Linked DNA regions of Sus scrofa: region 2 is linked to region 1. The links are chromatin contacts, called in public HiChIP or PLAC-seq maps. All regions are on one chromosome and are shown on one strand. The core of a region is the stretch at or near the end of the contact, and the rest is flanking DNA. Distances in the headings are between cores, read along the strand shown. Region 1 holds the start of EML1 (echinoderm microtubule-associated protein-like 1). Region 2 overlaps EML1 (echinoderm microtubule-associated protein-like 1).

The links. HiChIP or PLAC-seq counts read pairs in DNA pulled down with a chosen protein or histone mark.
Region 2: a contact with region 1 is called in an H3K27ac HiChIP or PLAC-seq map of skeletal muscle. The contact joins the enhancer-like site here to the promoter of EML1 in region 1. A contact is called at or near these places in 3 of 5 promoter capture datasets (fetal skeletal muscle and liver), 19 of 47 Hi-C or Micro-C datasets (alveolar macrophages, embryonic fibroblasts, fetal heart ventricle and 10 more) and 1 of 2 datasets of contacts at active chromatin or transcription factors (skeletal muscle).

Annotation. Positions count from the first base shown.
Region 1 is chr7:120,701,961-120,705,768 of Sscrofa11.1, forward strand. EML1 (echinoderm microtubule-associated protein-like 1) reads left to right here and starts at 1,322. Exons shown (of 23, transcript XM_021099697.1): 1 at 1,322-1,484. The coding sequence starts at 1,457.
Region 2 is chr7:120,834,141-120,838,128 of Sscrofa11.1, forward strand. It overlaps EML1 (echinoderm microtubule-associated protein-like 1), which reads left to right. Exons shown (of 23, transcript XM_021099697.1): 4 at 3,543-3,677. Among named protein-coding and RNA genes, the nearest start is that of EML1, 130 kb to the left of the region's middle. Within about 2 kb of position 1,316, at least 8 of the 83 cell types and tissues checked have an H3K27ac peak or open chromatin away from gene starts, as enhancers often do. A contact at or near this core is called in skeletal muscle, where this site is marked.

The DNA.
Region 1 (3,808 bases), core at 72-2,571:
TCTATAGCCCTTCCCCAACCCCGTCTCTGGAAGGGGCCCCTCTTGCCTTCCGCCCCAGGTCTCCGAGGTGGGAAACGCCCCACTGCCATGGAAGAGCGGCTGGATGCATTGCAGGGCCATTCCCCTTCTTGTTTTATTGAGGCTCATGGGTGCTTCAGCATGAGCATCTGCCTCCTCCCTCAGGAAGCCTCTCCTGGCTTCCCCAGCCTGGGATGCCTCCTCTTCCACAGGCACCAGCTGTCTTCTTTCCTTGGGGTCACTCCACGTCCAGCCCCTGCCAGGGACCCTGGTCACTGTCCAGTCGAGCTTTCCCACCTCTTAACTTGGCACCTGCTGGCCTCTTCCTGGAGTGACTCCACTTCCCCAGAAAAGACATTCTTATCTGTCAAAGATGTAACTCAAACACCAGCTCCTCCAGGAAGCCCTCCAGTATCTCTCTAAGGTTGATACCAGCCTTCTCTTCTCTGCACACAGAGCCAGGTAGACCTGGAGGAGCCCCTGGCTCCCAGCCCTGGGACCTCAGCTCGGAGCCTCTACTTCAAATTGTCCAGGTCTCTGGTCCAGGCCTTTGTGGGGACCCAGGAAAGGGACCAAGTTAGCTCTTAGGCAAGCAGGCAGGGAGTGCTTACTAAGGGCTTACAGAGGTGTGTTCTCTCGATCCATGTTTCCTGAGCACCCACTCTGTGTCAGAGTCACATGGCCCCCCCATGGCTCCATCTCCATCCCCGCCCCTCAACCCAAAGCCACCACGGTACAGGCAGAGTGCTTGGAACCCAAGAGGCACTCCTAAATATGGACTCTCATCTGCCCATCAATCAAAGGCAAGGGGCGCAGCTTCCGGTCGCCTTGGAGACAGATAGCCTGGCTCCGGATCCCAGCTCCCGTCATGCGTCTAACTGGTCAAGTGGCCTTGGGTGGGTCACTTAACCCCCTCTGTGACATGGAGATGATAGGGGTGGCTGCCCTGGAGAGCTGAGCATGATGACAAGTGTGGCAGCTCTGGGCACAGCTCTGGCACCCAGCACATGCCCCTTGGGTGACATCCCTGTCACTCTCCTCTGACGCCCATAACTGCCCCTCACTGGGTAGAAGAGCTTGCAGGCATTCGGGGCCCTCCGCTGGGGCGGGGGTCTCGCATACTGACCAGGGCTGCAGCCGTTTCTCAGGCTGCATTCTCAGGCTGCCGGGAGAGGCCGGGGCAGGGGAGGGCAGTGCCCAGATTTATCCACCAATCCCGCCGGCTCCCAGCCCTGGAGCGCCTTCTTATCTGCCCGGCCCAGCGTCGGGGAAGGGGCGGGGGGGGGGTGTTGGCTGGGGCTGCCGGGGCGGGACGCCGCCTGGGGACTGGACGCAGAGCAGGGCCAGCCGCTGCAAGCCCCACCAGGTGGGTGACAGCCGCTGAGGGCTCTGAGCGTCCCTGCAGGCTGTGGCCAGCTGCCCGCCCATCTCCTGCACCATGTCGGACGGCGAGGGCCCCTCGGCCGGTGAGTGGCAGCGCTATATTTACCCACCGTAGCTCTGGTTGCAGAGCCAAGGCCTCTGGTCATCGAGGGCACAGGGCCCCCACAGGCTGCAGGCAGCTGTGGGGCTGGTGCCCCTTCCTACGGGCCTGATGTTTGGGGGAGGGGGCTGGGCTCCTGGAGAGTGGGGCGCGTGACTTTCAAAGCTCACTTGCATCTCCCCCCCCTCCCCCCCGCCCAGCTTCCCCATGGGGCTAGATCCGGAAGCTGAGCTGGTCACAAACCCCTCCTGGCTGTCAGCGGGGCGTCCAGAGCTGACCCGAAGTGCAGCAGGGGCCTGGGCTGCAGCTGGACCCCGGGGGGTGGGGGGTGGGGCGGCTCAGGGTGCCAGCCCCCGGAACTGCTTGGAGAAGAGTGTGCATGAACATTTACCTGGCAGTTGGGGAGCGGGAGCTCCCATCGGGCCCCCCAGAGGCCTAAGATTCCCCCCAGGGAAGTTCTGAGTTTCGGGTCTGAGAGCACAAGGCAGGCTGTCCATGGGCCCCCAAATGCTCTAGGTTGGAAATGGCCCAGGACGCAGGCAGGAGGGGGAGTGCTCAGAGGTTGGGCTCTGCCGGCACACCCTCTACCGGCACACCCTCTGCCCTGCCTGGGCAAGGGGCTGCGACAGGGACTGGTTGCCCGTGTCCCTGGCTGGTGGTCTCCAGCTCAGTCCAGTTGAAAACAAGCTCCGATGTGGAATCACCCCGAAACTGCCTGGGGGGCGGGGCTGGAAACAGCCTGATCCAGGGGCTCCACGGGGGACTCTGGAGTCAAGAACCCAGGTTCAAATCCCAATTCTTTCACTTCCAAGTTGGGTGACCTTGGAAGCAAGTGGCTTAACGGCGCTGAGCCTCGGCGTCCCCAGGTGAAAAGGAGATATTGATAACAGCACCTAATGCGCAGGTGGCCAAGATGGACTGTGATGACGCCTGACAGTGTCTGCAGGTGTGGGGTGAGGGCGCAGTGGTATTTCCATGGACACCACAAGGGAGGGGCCCCGGGCAGGAGCACAGAAGCACTGGGGGCCTGTGCATCCCGGTACAGCCCCCTCCGACCGGGCCTCGTCGCCAAAGCTGCCGCATGTCTGTGGCCCGCGGACGCCTTCTCTGTTACACAGCGCCGTGGAGAATCTTGGGCATGCCTGGCTGTCCTGGCGCCTCGGGGTGGGTTCTGGGCGACAGCGGTGTGGCCCCACCCTGCGTGGTGTCTGATGGACAGTTCCAGCGCCTGGGCCTGGCCGAGTCAGATATGGAACAGTGTGTGTGTGAGTGTGTGCGTTGGGGAGGGGGCCACTGACAAACTGGCCTGACCTCACCCTCTTCTGCTGGGTGCCAGTGGCGCTGGCTGCCAGAATTGTCCACTGTGGCTGCGAAGGAGCCAGCTTGGGGGGGCGGCGCAGACAGGCCCTTTCTGGCTGGCTCTGCCCACACCTGACACGGACCCGGAATAGCTCTCTCCCTCCACCGGGGACATGGCCCTGCTTTTAGCAGCTTGTAAAACCACCCGTGTGGGGAAGGGTATTTCAGGAAGGCCAGGGCAATATTTAGCCTGTCGGGGTGATGGAATGGGCACAGTGTGTGCGTGGCGGGGGGGCTTGGAGCCTGGGTGCAGACGGAGCCTTCCCTGTCGGGTTTAGGAGAAGGTCAGCTGGGTTGGAGGCTGGCGGGCAGTCGCCTGGTCCTGCCCACTCTGGCTGGGTGGGCACCTCCAGGGGAGCTTGGCCTTGGCTTCCCGCCTACCAAATACCAGGTGACGCTCTTTGGTCGCTGATGGGCTGGGCTTGCGCTCACACCTGGTTGGCAGCGGTAAAGACAGCACCTGGTCCAGGGGCGTGCGTTGTGTTTATGGGAGGGGGTCTCCTAACAGTGTGTGGCCTGAAATGCATGTCTTTCTTGGCCTCCTACTGGGTGGCAGGGATTGGGCCCAGGAGGCTGCTGGGAAAGAGTTACCTGCTCTCAGGAACCAATCTCTGGGCCCCGTGTCGACAGCGGAGAAAGTTCTCAGTTCTCTACCCACGACCTGTGTGACCTCGGGCAGATAATTTAAGGATGCTGTGCCTCAGTTTCCTCATCCATTAAATAGGGACAATGATAGGACATTCGCTCTTCAAGCCCCAGTGGGGATAAAGTGACGGAAAGCATGTAATACCCTGAAAATAAGGCTCTGTCTATTGTTAGCAGTTATAGCTGCTGTGTTTATTATTCAACCAGTAAATGAGCTGCAAAAACCAAAAAGGAAAAGGAAGGGACCAGATCATCTGCTGGGCCCTGTGTCCTGGCCACTGTGGACACACTATTTAATCCTGG
Region 2 (3,988 bases), core at 66-2,565, 130 kb after region 1:
TGTCTTGTCTTCAAGCTCTGTTTTCTGTCCTTCACCCCGAGTCCTAGTAAATCCTCTTTAGCTCATGAGAGCGCTTGGCTCTCAAAAGGAAATGTCTCGTTTGTTTTCTGTCGACAACAATAACATTTTTTTTTCAAGCTTAACATGGTAATGCCAATGTATGAATGACAAATATCTTGAAAGAGCTGTGATGGGTGATACCCAAGTCTGTACATGAAAAACCAAAATGATTTCCAATTTTAATGTGTGGTGAGTTCTGAAATGTATTGAAGCTTATTACCAAAGTGTTTTTCCGCGCTTTCCTTCCTGCACTCATGTTTATTCTGCTTTGTTTCTGTGCCTCTCGTGCGTAGATTAAACAGGTCTGTGAGTCTTCTCAGTGCGTGCAAACTGAACAGATCAACACCCAGGTGAGGGGTCCTTAGATTGCCTTTGTAACCCTCGCTGCTGCTTCTGTCTTTCCCCCTCCCTTGTAGCGCGGTAGCTTAGAGGGTTTTATCCGATGCCTGCCGCGGATCAAGTCTTGTACCATATAACTCTGTATTAATAATGATTGACCTCTGTTGGATTTTTAGATGTTCTCCATCTCTGTTCTGTGGGTCCTCAAAACCCGTGTATTTGGGGGCTTCATAAACCACAGGTTGTCTTCATTAGGCGGCTCAGAGAGAACACGCAGTCAAGTAGCCTCAAACACGTGTTCCTTTAGACCCCTGAAGTTGTTCCCTCATCTGTAGAATGGGGATAATGATACTTTGGCAGGGGATTTGAGGTTTAAATTAAATGACCCGTGTAAGAGGCAAAGCTCTTGATGTATGTGCCCTGTTGCCGCCCACGTGTCTGTCATTGACACCCCTCAACCCTTCCAACCACCCTGTCAAATGTGACTTGTTAGCACGCTGGTCAGCCTTTGCTGTCATTGATGAACAGTCATGGGTTTTCAGCTCTTTAAGGGAGTTTTGTACAAGTCTCTAAATTGCCGTGAACTCGCCCTGAACTCCCACAGGGACGCCGTGGAGGTGACGCTCGGGGCTGCCAGCTGCCGGGGCACTGTGCCCAAGAGCTTTGTGCCGGCCGCGTGGCAGAGAGAGAGAGATCCCACGACGTGAAATTAGCTTGGTGTTTTTCGTCACTGGAAGATCTTGGGCTTTAAGCCCCAAAGGCTTCTGTCATTTTCAGACTTCAGTCCCAGGGCTCAGAAGTATGTTGCTCTCCTACGATCTGTAATTTCCTTGTCCTCAAATTGAGAGTTCTAAAAATGCACACTGTGACCTGAAGGCACGCCCGTGCAGATCCCAGCTGTCGGCTCAGGGCCTCCTCAGTTACCAGAGAGACGACACTGCAAGTGTCTTCAGAGCATCTCGAGTGTGGGTCACGTAGTTATGATCACCCGCTCACAAAGCCGGGTGGCTTTTCAAAAGCCGATACGCCGAGCCGTTTTTAAAAACACGCTACGTGATTGTTTACTGACCAATTGGAAGTTGCAGATTTAAAAGGACTGAAAGTTGGCCGAAGGAAGGGACAGCCGTGGAGGAAAAGAGAAGGAAGGGAAGGCAGCGGAGCCTCTGGGCTCTCACAGACTCTAAATCCATTTTTAAAATTTTTTTCCTTTTTTTATTTTAAAACTTTTATCGAAGTATATTTGATGTACAGTGTGGTGGTAGTGTCTGCTGTATAGCAAAGTGATTCAGTTGTTTATGGACACACATCCTTTCGCAGGTAGGTTATCCCGGAACCTTGGGTAGAGTTCCCTGTGCTGGACAGCAGGTCCCTGTGTACCACTGAGCATCCATTCCATGTCTCATAGTGTGCATATGCCAGTCCCCGGCTCCCAGTCCATCCCTCCCTACCTCCGCCCGTCCCCTTTGGTGACCGTAAGTTTGCTTTCGAAGTCTGTGAGTCTGTTTGTCTGTTATTTACTTGTGAGGACGGAGAGCTTTGGGGTCCAGCCCAGGGCCAGCCTCAGTCTTGCTGTCTCACGTTCCGGTTGAAATCCCTTTCTTTTACCACCCTCCCCCGGCGCTGGGCTCACTGGAGCCCCTGAGCTGCATCAGCTGGGTCCCTCCCCTGCAGCCCCAGCAGCCTTCACTAACCAGCCCCTCTGGGTTCTGCCTCCCCCAGGCTCCCCCGCCTCCTTTTCTCTGCCCCCTCAGATTCGCATGGCAGTTCCTCAGCTCGTGTCTAACAAAATTCCTCTTTCCCTGGGCCTCTCTCCCTTCTCATCGTCTCTTCTTCCTGGCGGGGAAATTTGCTCCCCGTCTGGGGCTCAGTGATACCCAGCTGACCGTGCAGGTCCCGAGCCACCTCCCGGATTACGGCGTGCGCTATCGCCCATCCCCACTTGGCTCTGTGCACCCGGACCAGACCTCCCCCCACAGCCCGGCCCTGGAGCAGCACTGCCTCCATCCCTGTCCTTCTTTCTCTCAGAACAGGTGCTGAATTACAGCATCTCGTGCCTCTTCCTGCAACGGGGTCCATGGGACTCTCCCATTCATTATTGTTTCATTTAGTCCATCCTCTCATTGAATAAATATTTATCCTGCTCCTATCCTGGGCTCTGCAAAGACACATATCCCTCTAATAAGAAGGATAACTGAGACAGGATCGCAAGAAACATACGGCCTAATGAGGATGCTAAAGAACGCTTTATACTGTAATACACTCCCAGGCTTCAAGAGCAAACCGTCAACCTGCAAACCCTGGCCTGGCCGATGGCCCCTCCTGTCTGTGAATTACCTGTGCGTGGGGTATCTGTTTTCCTAGGACACCCTCTTCCCTACCGTGTCATTGTGACACATTCAAGCCGTTCATTTGAGCTCTGCCGGAAAGTCACGATCTGCAGGAAGCCTTTCCCAGATGTCCACAGTAGTCCCTCTGGTCACACAGAAGGAAGGAAGAGCTGGCATGGGTACCACCTCTCAGCTGGCCTCCTGCAGGGCGTGGAATGTGTCCAGTGTTACATGTGGCACCCTATGTTTGTCCCACGTGGGCCTTTAAACCAGAGTTCTTCAGTAGCAGCAGCACTAGTGCCATGGCGGGCTGGATCGTTCATGGTCTCAGCGCTGTCATGGGCACTGTAGGGTGTTTAGCAGCATCTGTGGCCTCTACCCATTAGATGCCAGTAGCAACCCTCTCCCCCTAGTGTGATAAGCAAAAGGTCTCCAGAAATTGCCAGGTGTCCCTGGAGGGGCAGGGTGACCCCCTAGTGCAGCTCCACCAGTCTAACTGAAGCCTGCGCAGGGGCGGGGGTCACCTCCCACTAAGTCCCTGGAGAGTTCTCGCAGAGGGGTCGGGGAGCTTATGTTTCCGCTTCCTCGATGACCTTGAACTGCACGAATTGCCCCGGCTCCAAAGGCAGTGCGTAGAGGCATCGATCTCAAGGTGACATCCTGAAAGGTCTTTTGATCTCTGTAGTGGGGAATTTAGAACCAGTGTATCTTTCAAATGTCCACATGGAAATAGGACGTTCTGTGAAAACAGACGCTCAGCAATAAAATACAATCACTCCACGAAGGGTTTCACTGTCACTTATGTTGTGCTTTTAGCACCATCAAGAGGACCAGCTCTTCTGAACGGGTGTCTCCTGGCGGGCGACGGGAGAGCTATGGCGATTCCAAAGGGAACCGGAATCGCACGGGATCCACTAGCAGTTCTTCTAGTGGCAAGAAGAACAGTGAAAGGTAAGAGGCGTCTTATCCACTGGTTCCTGCTCTTCAGGTGCGGGGTGACCCCTTTGCCCCAGAGATGAATCGGAAGACCCTCTGATATGCACACACGCTGGGAACCCTCTGTGATACGTAGGTCTTCTCCCCAGGTCATTGTGGGCACCCATCAGTCAGCTGTTGGTCACAGCTCATCCCAGCTTGTGCAAAACCATAGTGCAAACCTATGGCTTGAACCAGGGAGAAACCTATGGCTTGAATCCCCAGCACTCTCAGCAGACAGAAGTAGCTCCTGAGAATTCACTTAGTACCAACACCAGGGGATTTGG